2 separate regions of the Oryctolagus cuniculus genome follow, and region 2 is linked to region 1. The links are chromatin contacts, called in public Hi-C maps. All regions are on one chromosome and are shown on one strand. Each heading gives the region's core, a stretch centred on a gene start, on an enhancer-like site or on the middle of the called end of the contact. The rest is flanking DNA. Distances are from core to core; before and after follow the strand shown. Region 1 overlaps LRIG1 (leucine rich repeats and immunoglobulin like domains 1). Region 2 overlaps SLC25A26 (solute carrier family 25 member 26).

Region 1 (5,830 bases), core at 2,279-4,778:
TCAGGCGACCTGGAACTGTGGTTTGCATGCAAAATGATGCTATCTTTTAACTATCAACTTGATTGCCCACCCTCCCAGGATGTCCCTGTATCACCCAGGACCAGGGGACATGTGAAGACCCCACCCCATTTGTATATACAACTGGGGTACCACCCCTCATAAGAGCAGGTGGAATAGGGAGAGAGCCCCCGTTCTGCATGGAACCCGCTGAGAAGTCCCACTCCTGTTTTTGCTCTTCCCGCCATTGACCTAAGTACCACCACTCCTGAATTCTCACTCTCCACCATGGAACACTCCCGGACACATCGCTTTGGTGTGCACTCTTGCACCGTGGAGCTCAGGGAGATTTCCCAGTTGCTGGTATTCTTTCTGGTTTGTCTTTTTCTTTTCTCTAGTTGACGGGAAATTCTTGGGCCCACTCCCGTTGTGTGCCTCTCAGCGTGGGGCACGTTTATTCCCTCATTGCCAAATAAACTCTATTCCTTTTTGTTCATGATACCAGCTTCTGCTTAGCATTTCTCTCTGCAGAAGAATCTGGATTTAAAAATTAATTTATTCATCGCCCACACCAAATGGATCTCAGCAGACTTGACCCGGGCCACACGAGGCAACGCAGTGAGGCAGCTGCTTGTCCCGGCCACGGGCACAAATAGAGCTTTCCTGGCAACGTGGTGAGGAGACTGCAGGGGGAAGGGATCAGAGCCATGACCCGCCTCCTCCTTCCCCCTCTTTCTCCTCCCACGAGTGTTTGCTCAGGACCTACAATATGCCAAGCACAGAGGTCTTCAACTACTGCAGCCAGCAGGCAGATCCAGCTACCTCTCCCTACAGCCCATTCCCCAACCCAGCTGGATGATTTGGGGTCAAACCATGGGCATTGCATCGTTTTCTTTTTCTTATCTAAGAAGAAAAGGGTTCTTTTTTAAAAATTTTGCAGCATAAGCATGGTGTTATCAATAACTTCACATACATAATCATAGTAAAGAACTTCTGCTAGCGCCCCCGTTTCCCCCAGGGGATTCATCTCTATTTAGAAGAGTGTACAGAGCCTGTAGCAGCAAGACGGTGATCCGAGGGGCTGTGTGGGGAGGTGTGGGACCCTGGAAGAGGTCAGTGTGGGGCCCATGGCTTGGGTGAAGCCCACATCAAACAGCACAGCATGGGAGAGGAGAACTGGGGCTGGGCTGACTCGCTGGGGCTCACACACAGCCGCCGGACCTTGTCTAGGTAACAGAAACAGGAGCACCAGGGAACAAAGACTTGAGTAGGAGCCAGCCTGACAGCAGTCCCAGGGCCCCGCAGTCTGCAAGCTTTCCTCTTGTGGCAAGCAAGAGCCTCCTGAAGGCCGCAGCACTCAGGTAGTAGCTTGAGGGCCTACTAGGGTACAGACCCCACAAAGCAGTGGAATAGCTCGTCAGGTGCTTTTAGCCTGGAGATCACATGTGCAGCCTGTGGGCTTCGCTTGTTAGCAGCAGGTATGTACCCACTCCACCTGGCTGCTTCTAACTTTTTTTTAAGATTTATTTATTTATTTGAAATGCAGAGTTACACAGAGGTGGGGGTGGGGGGGCTTCCATCTGCTGGCTCACTCCTCTTATAGCCACAATGGCTGGAGCTGGGTCAATCCAAAGCTAGGAGCTTCCCCCAGGTCTCCCACACAGGTGCAGGGACCCAAGCACTTGGGGTACCTTCTACTATTTTTCCAAGACACAGCAGAGAGCTGGATAGGAGGTGGAGCAGCTGGGACTCAAACCGGCTCCCACATGGGATGCTGGCACTGCAGGCGGCAGCCTTACTACACCACAGTGCCAGCCCCTGCTTCTAGCTCTTCCCAAACTCGCTGTGCCTGGGTACAAGGAACCAGGAGGCTGGGGGAAGACAGCACTGCTTTAGGAGTGAGAGATGACAAACTGGTTTGTACTTCTGACAAGCCATCAGCACAGGAAGCTGGAGAGGCAGCAGGATTTTCGGAGAGCCAAGCGAGCTGACCACGCATCACTACCCTCTGGGCAGGAGAGGTGTGAGAAGGCACACGTTTCCAAACCCATCAACGGCACCTACACACAGAAAGACACTCCCCCACCAGAGCCTTCCCTAAGGCCTCCAGCTTCACCAGGGCTCTCAAAATATTTACTCGGCTCAGCTCCCTGTCACTGCACAAGAGCTGCGAGGTGAGTGGTGAGGTCTCGTCTCTCGGGGCCTCCATGCCGCCTGTTGCCAGTAAACAGCAGAAGTCACCCCAAACCTACTCCTGTAGGCCCTTTGGGAGGCAACTCGCGGCAAGTGCTGCTGAGATGCAGGGAGAAACAGGGTGGGCCGAGGGAGAAAGCATGGGGGCCCATGCAGCCGGACAGGCAACTCCCGACTCTGCCACCTACCAACCGTGCCGTCTCAGGATCTCTGCCCTTCTTCCCACAGAGCCTGCCCTGGGGAGCCCCTCAGACACCCCCACACGCTGCACAGGGCCTCACAGCAGAATGGCTGGCTTCTACCGGTGGGACCAAAAAAGAGTCAGCCCCGAGAATTCCTAAACAGTCTTACTGTTACACTAGGAAATGCATGCTCCATTTGAGATTGCAACTGACTACAAAAACTATTGCTAGGAGCATCAAAAGTCACCAGGTGATACAGTTCTAGAAACTGAGAGGCTGAGGCTCTTTTGTGCAAAGGACAACGAAAACTTGAGCTGTCTTCACTTCAGTTCAGAACCAAACCCCAGAAAATCTGACAAGCCACCACGTGGCCAAGACCTCAGCTCCAGGGTAGCAAGGCAGCCAAGCAACTCTGCAGGCGCCTCCAACTTCCCCCAAACTCGGCCCACCCTACACCCGAAGTGCATGGGGCATCCCTGAGGCGCCGTCCCATAGGCCTGTGCGTGACTGCGTGTGTAAGGATGTACGTGGGTGCGTGCACCAGCCTCACACACAGGCACCCTTGCCATACTCACAGCTTGCTGAGGTGGTCCAGCCCCATGAAGGCGCCGCTGGTGTCCTCGATCGTGCCCGCAATCTCATTGTGGTCCAGATCCCTGGAGAGAAGACAATGAAGGTTTTTCAGACCAGGCGGCCGAGTGCCCCAGGTAAGGGGTGGCTTACACACGTGCTGCCCCTAGGAAGCTAAATGCAGCCGTGTGCACCCTGAGGCTCTGGCGCCAGGCTTGGGTTGGAGGAACGCGGCCCTGACAAGGCAGCCCGGCTCTGCACCCCTCACGGCGCAGCCTGGCTTCACAGCCTCCCAGCCAAGGCAGCCCACGCCTCAAACACAAAGCCTGCCCAGCCCAGCCCTGCCTTGCCTATGGCTTCCCAGCTGGCGAGGTCCGGCTCCCGGGAAGGGGAGCAGAGCAGGCGGCCCATGGAAAAGCCCATGTGTGTTCCGCCCCTGGAGTGGACAGCTGGGCCCTGGCACAGACAACCAGCCCAAGAGGTTCCTTAAGGTTCCCTCTGCTCACACATCAACTAGAACCCCAGTTTTCTGGACTTCACCAACAAACTGTGGAAGGCTCACGAAGGAAAGGGACCATGAAGAGGCCCCGGGACCCCGCCCGGGCCCCCACTCAGGCCCCTCCTGTGCTGGCCAGCAGGTCTGGAGCCTGGGGCCCAACTCACGAGGCCCACACAGCACTGACTCCGAGCCAGGGAGGACATCTGGGTGCTGAGTCAGACTTGTGACCCACTCGCCAGGATCGGAGAGATGAGGCCAACTCCTCGGCCCAGGCTCCTTCGGCAGTGCAAATCCCGAGGCCGATGAGTCAGCCTCCTCCCCCAGCCTCCAAGGGCAGGTCACAGCGCCCAGGCGAGACACATCGCACCTGGCGAGCAGGCCTCCCTCCTGCGCACGGTCCGCCCTCCCCAACTTTCCACAGGGCCCTTGCTTCCTCAACTCTCCTCTCCCGAGCCCTTGCAGGCCCAGGCCGGGAGCAGGAAGGGATGCTGCTCTTGGCTGCAGAGAGCCCCTTCAGGAGTCAACGCTGCCAGCAGGGAGGGAGCGCTGCTCAGTGAAATGCTTGCTTGTGACCTTTATTTTACAGCAGGAAGCTCAAAGCACTGAGTGTTGGCTGCTGGAAGGGACTTCTTTCAATGGGTTCCTCCCTATTATCTTCATGCTGGGGGGAAAAAAAAAAAAAAACAAGGAACCTGGGGCTGGGGCTTTGTGTCCCTGTCTCTGCTGCTAGCCCCGGCTGCCAAGGTTTTTCTCTTTCTGGCCAGCTCAGTCTGAATGTTCCCGGCCTTGTTATTCAGGCCTCACAGGCTGACCTCGGCGTCAATAGCTTGGCTTCCCGGCTCTTTCACACTCCCCAGCAATGGCTCGACATGAAAGCTGGCTCTGCCAGGTGCAGGTGCAAAGGCCTTCCTCCTCCTCACACTGGGGCAGGCCCATCTCTGCAGCGGAGGGTGTCCGGGAGGGAGGCCCCCGAAGCCACGACCACTGAATGCTGAAAACCACATGGCCCCCTTTGAGGGGGCTTTATGCGCAGACTTACTCGGGACTTCTGTGAAACCAGCAACTAGAAAGTCTTAGGAAAGTCTCAGAAAAGCCTTCCACAGCAACTTCTAGCTATCCCACTGAGAACACAGAGGGAAATGGCACTGTCGCTTCCTCTGTGGGAACCCATCCCCTAGTGACGTGCAAGCAAAGACATGGGATTCCCTGAGACCTCCTGGGTGCAGGGGGTGCTGGACAAATCCTAACGCTGGGATCAAAAATGACCCCCAGCATTCCCTTGGCTTAGAAAAAAAATTCCAAACTTAACAATGGAAGTCCCAACTGGAAGGCTCGAGCCCCATGGCTGCTGTGTTGGAGGTGGCCGCAGGAGCTCACCGTGGGAAGCTCTTCCCGAAAACCAGAGTGCCAGCAGCCTGCCTGCACCACGCGGGGATGACGGCTCGCAACCGCAACGGTTGGCAGTTGTCAGCCTCTGTGAGCCCCACCCCAGGGATGGAGGGAGGGTCTGCGGCTCGACCCGTTCCTTCTCAGGGGATTCTATCAGAGTGTGCGGCTTGGCACGTGGAACCAGCCAGCAACGGATTCAACCCTGACTTGAAGGCAGTGACGATGGGCTCTGCTCTGCTGTGCTCTCTCACTCGGGGGCCCCTCCGTTCCGTCAACCCCAGAGCGAGAGACGTACAAGACGCGCAGGTTCTTGAGTCCCTTGAAGGCGCCCTCGGCGATGTGGCTGATGGCATTGTGGCTGAGGCGCAGGACGCTCAGGCTGCTCAGCTCGGCCAGGCTCTCCTCGTCCAGCCGCGTGAGGTTGTTGAAGGACAGAATCCTGAGCAACGGGAGGGCGGAGCGGGGTCACCGTGAGGTCACACAGGGCTGCCTACCCCTGCCCTCCCCTCTCCTGAATATATAACACCTGGCCGGGTCTCAGAGAGAAGGACATACAGAGGCACTCATGTGCACACGCGCGTGCACGCACGTGCGCACACACACACACACACAGAGGGATCCAGAGAGTTCTAGTGGCCATGCAGCCAGACCCCCACCAGAACCCAACGTCCACTGAGCCTGACTCCTGGAGTAGTCACACAGACCTGGGTATACCTTGAGCTGTGAGGACCACACAAGACCATACAGCACGAGAACACTCAACGCTCCAACCCCTTCACGCTGGTGTCCACGCTGCTCTTGATTCGAATCATGGAAGAAACACCTCTCCAGGCAGAGGCCAATGACTCTAGGCAGGACCCCCTCAGGTTCTGAAGGTAAGCAAGGGAGCCCCCGACAGACTCCCTCTGTCGGCCAGCAGAGGGCACCACTAGCTAACCCCTGCCTTTGGACAGCCCTAAGAGAGCCTCAGCTTAGCTAGGTCACAGGAGCAGCACTGGGG
Region 2 (5,718 bases), core at 1,663-4,162, 120 kb before region 1:
TGTTTTTTAGATAAGTGTGAAATAAGAGAAATTTTTGATATGGAACTTAATTTCCTATTAAAATTCAAATGAGAACCTGCACGTGTTTCTTCTACATCTCTCTTTCCTATTCAGAGTTCTGTGGACAAAATATATATATATTTCATTTGCACAAAAAGATTTCTGAAGATTTATGTATTTCAAAGGCTGAGTTACAGAGAGAAAGGGAAAGACAGAAAAGAGATTTTCCATCTGCTGGTTTGCTCCCCAGACAGTTAAAATGGTTGGGGCTGGACCAAGTGGAAGCCAGGAGTCTGGAACTCATTCCAGGTTTTCCACATGGATTCAGGGGCCCAAGGACTTGGCGCTTTTTTTTTTTTTTTTTTTTTTCTGCTTTCCTAGGTGCATTAGCACAGAGCTGGATTGGAAGTGGAGCAGCTGGAACTTGAATCAGTAATCATGTGGGAAGTCAGTGTTGACTCACTATGCCTGCCACAAAGCCAGCTCCTGTAAAAATGCTTTTAATTGAAATAAATATTGTCTACACTGGAAGAATGTTGAAATTCTTTGGAAGCCTTCATTTTATATTGAAGTCTTCTTTATTTAACCAACATTTTACATGTGATTTAAGACTTTGATTTCCACAAGGTAACAACCTGTAGTACAGTACAGATTATGTTGGTTTTTAAGGAACTTGTTTTGGTGGCTAACTGAATGTTTGAAAATTAGTTATTTGTATGAGGATGACTTCTGCCTTTTAAAAACACCCACACCATAGCTTCATTCTTTATTTTTGTTTTTTAATTCATTTATTTATTTGAAAGTCAGAGTTACACAGAGAGAGGAGAGGCAGAGAGAGAGAGAGGTCTTCCATCTGCTGGTTCACTCCCCAGCTGGCCACAACGGCCGGAGCTGTGCTGATCCGAAGCCAGGAGCCAGGAACTTCTGGGTCTCCAATGCGGGTGCAGGGGCCCAAGGACTTGGGCCACCTTGTACTGCTTTCCCTGGCCATATTAGAGACCTGGATCAGAAGTGTAGCAGCCAGGTCTCGAGCTGGTGTCCATATGGGATGCTGGCGCTTCAGGCCAGGGCGTTAACCCACTGCTCCACCCCACTGCGCCACAGTGCCAACCCCCACAGCTTCATTCTTACCTTATTTTCTGACTCACTAAATCTGTGTTACTTAGTCTTCACCTGGGTACAGGTAAAGGGTGAGCAGTAAAGTTTTTTTCATTTTTTTGAAAGGCACTGAATAAGTGAATCCATTTACGTGCCAGAGAATGCTGGTGTTGCATACATACAGATAAAACACATGCTTCCAACTGTGTTCAGTCTTTCAAAAATTTGTTTTGACATATGTCATACCGATAATTAATTTCTAGGCTGCGGTCTTTGCATATAGCATGACCTTACTGAGATGACTGTGTTTCCTCAAAATGGCAGTGCTTTGTTGAAAATTTAATTGGAGTCTTCTGCATTATGCGTATTCATAAAAGATCCTTCAGAACCGATTTTAGTTGAGGTATTGCTTTTGTAAAGATTCCCTGATAGAATGAGAGAAGCGTTATTGCTGAATGAAACATAGCTTCTTTCTAAAATGAGAAAAATAAGAAGTGATATATCTGCTTTAGGCAAAATTTTTGCATTATAAACAGTTTGGAATCTTATGTTAGTGTGACACCAGAATCAAATCTTTTTGCTAAGAGCTCATTTGATTGTTTCAATAAGCAAATACATGGAAACCTTAGTAAGAATCACTGGGAACCTTATCTGTTTATTCTGGATGCAATTTTTTCTTTAAAATAGTTTTTATTTCCCTAGCAGTAGCCCATTAGAATGAGATTGGAGTTTGAATCCATGCATTATAAAATAGATTATTTGTGTTCTTTAGATTTTGTGAATGCTGTCATACGTTTTTTACTGCATCTGATGTCTGTGGAGATTGCTTGCTTATCCCCAATGTTCTCCTAAATGATGTTAGTTACTGTGAATTTTAGACTGAGTCTGAGCAAGGTCAGCAGATTATACTGTTTACCTCACCCTTTCAGGATTCATTTTTCTCATGATCTTGGCCAAATTAGTTGTGGTCAAACACTGTTTATTTACTGCAGTAAAAATGCAAGTGCAGAGCAAAATCATAGCTGCTGTCACAGCCAGGATGATTTCAGATGGTCCATTGGCCTGGAAAGTCTAGGGAAAACAGCCTCAGAATCTTGGATGTGAATTTGAAGGGCTTGTATAGAGGGCAAAAAAATAGCAAAAAGCCACTTGTTTGAAAAGAAATAGGAACAAGTTAAGCTCAGTAGATGTCCTTTGTTGATGTTCTACTCAACAGTCGTTTTTCGAATGCCTGCTGCATGTTGGGCACTATGCAGGGCATTCAGGCCCCAAAGGGTTCATATTGTGGGGGAGGCAGCTAGGGAAGTAGATTCTTTACAGTGCCGTGTAGTAAGTACAGCAGTGATGGGTGTACACAAGATGCAGCTGGGATTTTAGAAGCAGCAGTGCTTGAGTGTTACTCAGTTGGCATTGTTCCTTTAATCAGAATGTTTCTTTACCTCATTCTTGAAGGAGTGGCCTTTAGAAATTAGTCAGAGAGATGGATGTAACAGCATGAGCAATGGCACAAAGCACACACGTGTACATCATTTATCTAAGCCGAATTGGGCTTTTCATATATGCATAGTGAACCAGGTGAGGGCACTTGAAGACAACACTCAAAAAGTAGTATTTGTCAGGAGGAGAGGTTGAGTCTGTCACCCTCAGGGGGACCTTTGCCAGGGGACCAGAGAGGAGCAAACGGGAAAAGCCCCTAAAAGAGTCTGATGACTGTCCACTGGAGTTGATAGGAGTAATTTTTGATGTCTCACTCTTGGCTGGGCAAATCTGAAACTAAGAAGTTGGTTGGAGTCGGACCCATGGCAGGAGTTTTTAGTAACCCGTAGCTCCTGGCTTCTTTTTGGTGTATGAGAGCAGCCAATTGGAGAGGATTGAGGATTATCACCTCCACCCTAGTTTTGCTACAAGCTGTCGAACAGGCCATACACATCATTCAACTGCTCTATAAGGTCGTTGACACCTCCAGTCTTTACGTAGAAAACTGACCATTCTGAAAAGTTCCCTAGAAAGTAGGCAGTGGCTTTCTGAATCTGGTTGGGTACTCTTACCATCTTCAGACAAAGAGAATTTTTAAGTGGGACCTAGAAACCTTTAAGGCTGAAGGCTCAAGAAATGCACTTCAAAGTCTGTCTCTGTTCTGTGGTCTGCCCATTCAGTGCATTTCCCCCAGACTTATGTTATGTAAGTCTGCTTTGTGTTTTGCAGAGATAATCCGTCCTGGGTGTTGTGTTTCTTCTTGTTTTTTGGGTTAACACATCTTGGGAATCAATTTTTATCTCTTCATAAAGATCACCCTCTTTTTTATGATTGTATAATGACTGTACTGTACGAAGAGTCATTGAGTATTTACCCAGTTTCCCAGTGTGGGTGTTTTAAAGGTAGTGCAAGAATAATACTGTGCATATGTCATTTTGTACATAGTTGAGTGTATTTGTAGGCTACGTGCTAAGAAATAGAATTACCTGGTTAATGGTGTGGGCATTTGTAATTTTGATAGATAAGAAGAAATTACCCTTCATACAAGTACCAGTTGACACTTGACCCAACAGTGTGGGAGCTCTCTTTTTTTTTCCTTGTCTAACCAGTGGTGCCAGCAATCTAATAGATGAAAAATAATGTCACGGTAGTTTTAATTTTAACACTGGGCATATTAATACATGGCGAAGAACTGGTTTACTTACTGTGAACTATTTCAGTCATTATAACTTGTGAGCATTAAATAAGGGATTCATGTGCTTTTTGCAGTGCCGCCCACAGAATATGTGCTCAAGAAATGTCATGATTCTGAGTATTCTTGGTAACTGAAAGAGTCTTGGACACTGAAGGATATCTTAGTGTGAAATGCAACTCTGCCCATTCATTACCAGCTGACTTCTTTTGGCAAGTTAATCAGTCTTTATCAGCTCAAGTTTGCCCATCTGTGCTAGGAACTTTGCAGAGACTGTTTTTGTAGTGCTCTCGAAGGCAGGTCTTACAGCAGTACAGCCTGCTAGGAGACTCAGAAATTAAACCTACCTTTGAGTTGTTAGATTCCTCAACAGATGGCCGGCGCCACGGCTCACTAGGCTAATCCTCTGCCTTGCGGCGCCGGCACACCAGGTTCTAGTCCCGGTTGGGGCGCCGGATTCTGTCCCGGTTGCCCCTCTTCCAGGCCAGCTCTCTGCTGTGGCCCGGGAGTGCAGTGGAGGATGGCCCAGGTGCTTGGGCCCTGCACCCCATGGGAGACCAAGAAAAGCACCTGGCTCCTGGCTCCTGCCATCGGATCAGCGCAGTGCGCCGGCCGCAGCGCGCCGGCTGCGGCGGCCATTGGAGGGTGAACCAACGGCAAAGGAAGACCTTTCTCTCTGTCTCTCTCTCTCACTGTCCACTCTGCCTGTCAAAAAAAAAAGGTTGCAACCTTGATCTATCAGCACTCAATGTGTGATTGCTAATTGATGACGGACTACCGATTGCTGTGTTGGAGTGAGAGGTCAGACTACTCTTCTTACTTTTTTAAGCTCCTCCATTATACTTGCAGAGTGTTTTGTCCCCATGTTTATAGAGAAGAATTTCTACAGTTGTGGCAAATTGCAACCTGCAACTGATTTTATTTATTTTTGCCTGTTTATAATTTCCTAAGTACAATTTTAGGAATATTCTAAATATTCTCCCACCCACACTCCTACCCCTCCTTCTCTTCCCTCTCCCCTTGCCAGTCCCATTCTCCATTAAGATTCCTTTTCAATTAACTTTGTACACAAAAGACCAACTCTATACTAAGTAAATATTTCAACAGTTTGTACACACACATACATACACATACAAATTGTTAGAGAATTGGTTTTACAGTTAACTCTTAGTACAACTCATTGAGAACAGGGGTCCTGCATGGGGAGTTAGTATATAGTGACTCTTGTTGTTAACAATTAACAATCTTATGTATGACGTCAGTGACCACCCAAGGCTCTTGACCTGAGCTGCCTAGGCTATGGAAGCCTTTGGAGTCCACAAACTCTGTCAGTTTTTGTACAAGGCCATAAGCCAAGTGGAAGTTTTTTTTCCCTTTAGAGAAAAGTACATCCTTCTTGATGGCCACTTCTTTCCACTGGGATCTCACTCACAGAGATCCTTCATGTAGAACATTTTTTGGCACAGTGTCTTGGCTTTCCATGCATGAAATACTCTCATGGGGCTTTCAGCCAAACCGGGAAGCCTTCAGGGCTGATTCTGGGGTCAGAGTGTGCAACTAATTTTATACTCACTGGCTACTTCTGATGGAAAAACAGCATTTTGGTATAATAACATAAAGCTACCCTAATTGTTTGCTTAATCAAAATTATCAATGTAAGTGGATTAGTAAAATGTTATGATTCTTTTGTGGATCAAATTGACAATTCACTAGAATTTATTTTGCAAATAAGATTACCCATTTGGTGGAAGATTTTCTTACTAAGATTACACCACTTGGATGTTTTCCATTGAAAAACCTTATGAAGCAATTATAACTAGAACTTCTGTTACTTATTTACTGTTCTAAAAGCCGTATTCTACTTCATTCATGATAGTAAAAGCAGAATAAAAAAGTGCCATTTGATTTTATTCTTTTCTCTTTGTATCAGTGTATGTATGTTTATATAAAAA

Evidence for each region. A called contact is a pair of places that touch in the nucleus more often than the background predicts.
Region 2: a Hi-C map of psoas muscle shows a contact between it and region 1, with 3 times the contacts expected there. The contact joins two enhancer-like sites. A contact is called at or near these places in 4 of 6 Hi-C or Micro-C datasets (ear pinna, embryonic fibroblasts, psoas muscle and 1 more).

Annotation. Positions count from the first base shown.
Region 1 is chr10:83,155,184-83,161,013 of mOryCun1.1, reverse strand. It overlaps LRIG1 (leucine rich repeats and immunoglobulin like domains 1), which reads right to left. Exons shown (of 19, transcript XM_002713424.5): 8 at 5,126-5,269; 9 at 2,948-3,028. Among named protein-coding and RNA genes, the nearest start is that of LRIG1, 92 kb to the right of the region's middle. Within about 2 kb of position 3,528, at least 3 of the 8 cell types and tissues checked have an H3K27ac peak or open chromatin away from gene starts, as enhancers often do.
Region 2 is chr10:83,274,260-83,279,977 of mOryCun1.1, reverse strand. The region is part of intron 3 of SLC25A26 (solute carrier family 25 member 26); the gene reads left to right. Among named protein-coding and RNA genes, the nearest start is that of SLC25A26, 67 kb to the left of the region's middle. Within about 2 kb of position 2,912, at least 1 of the 8 cell types and tissues checked has an H3K27ac peak or open chromatin away from gene starts, as enhancers often do.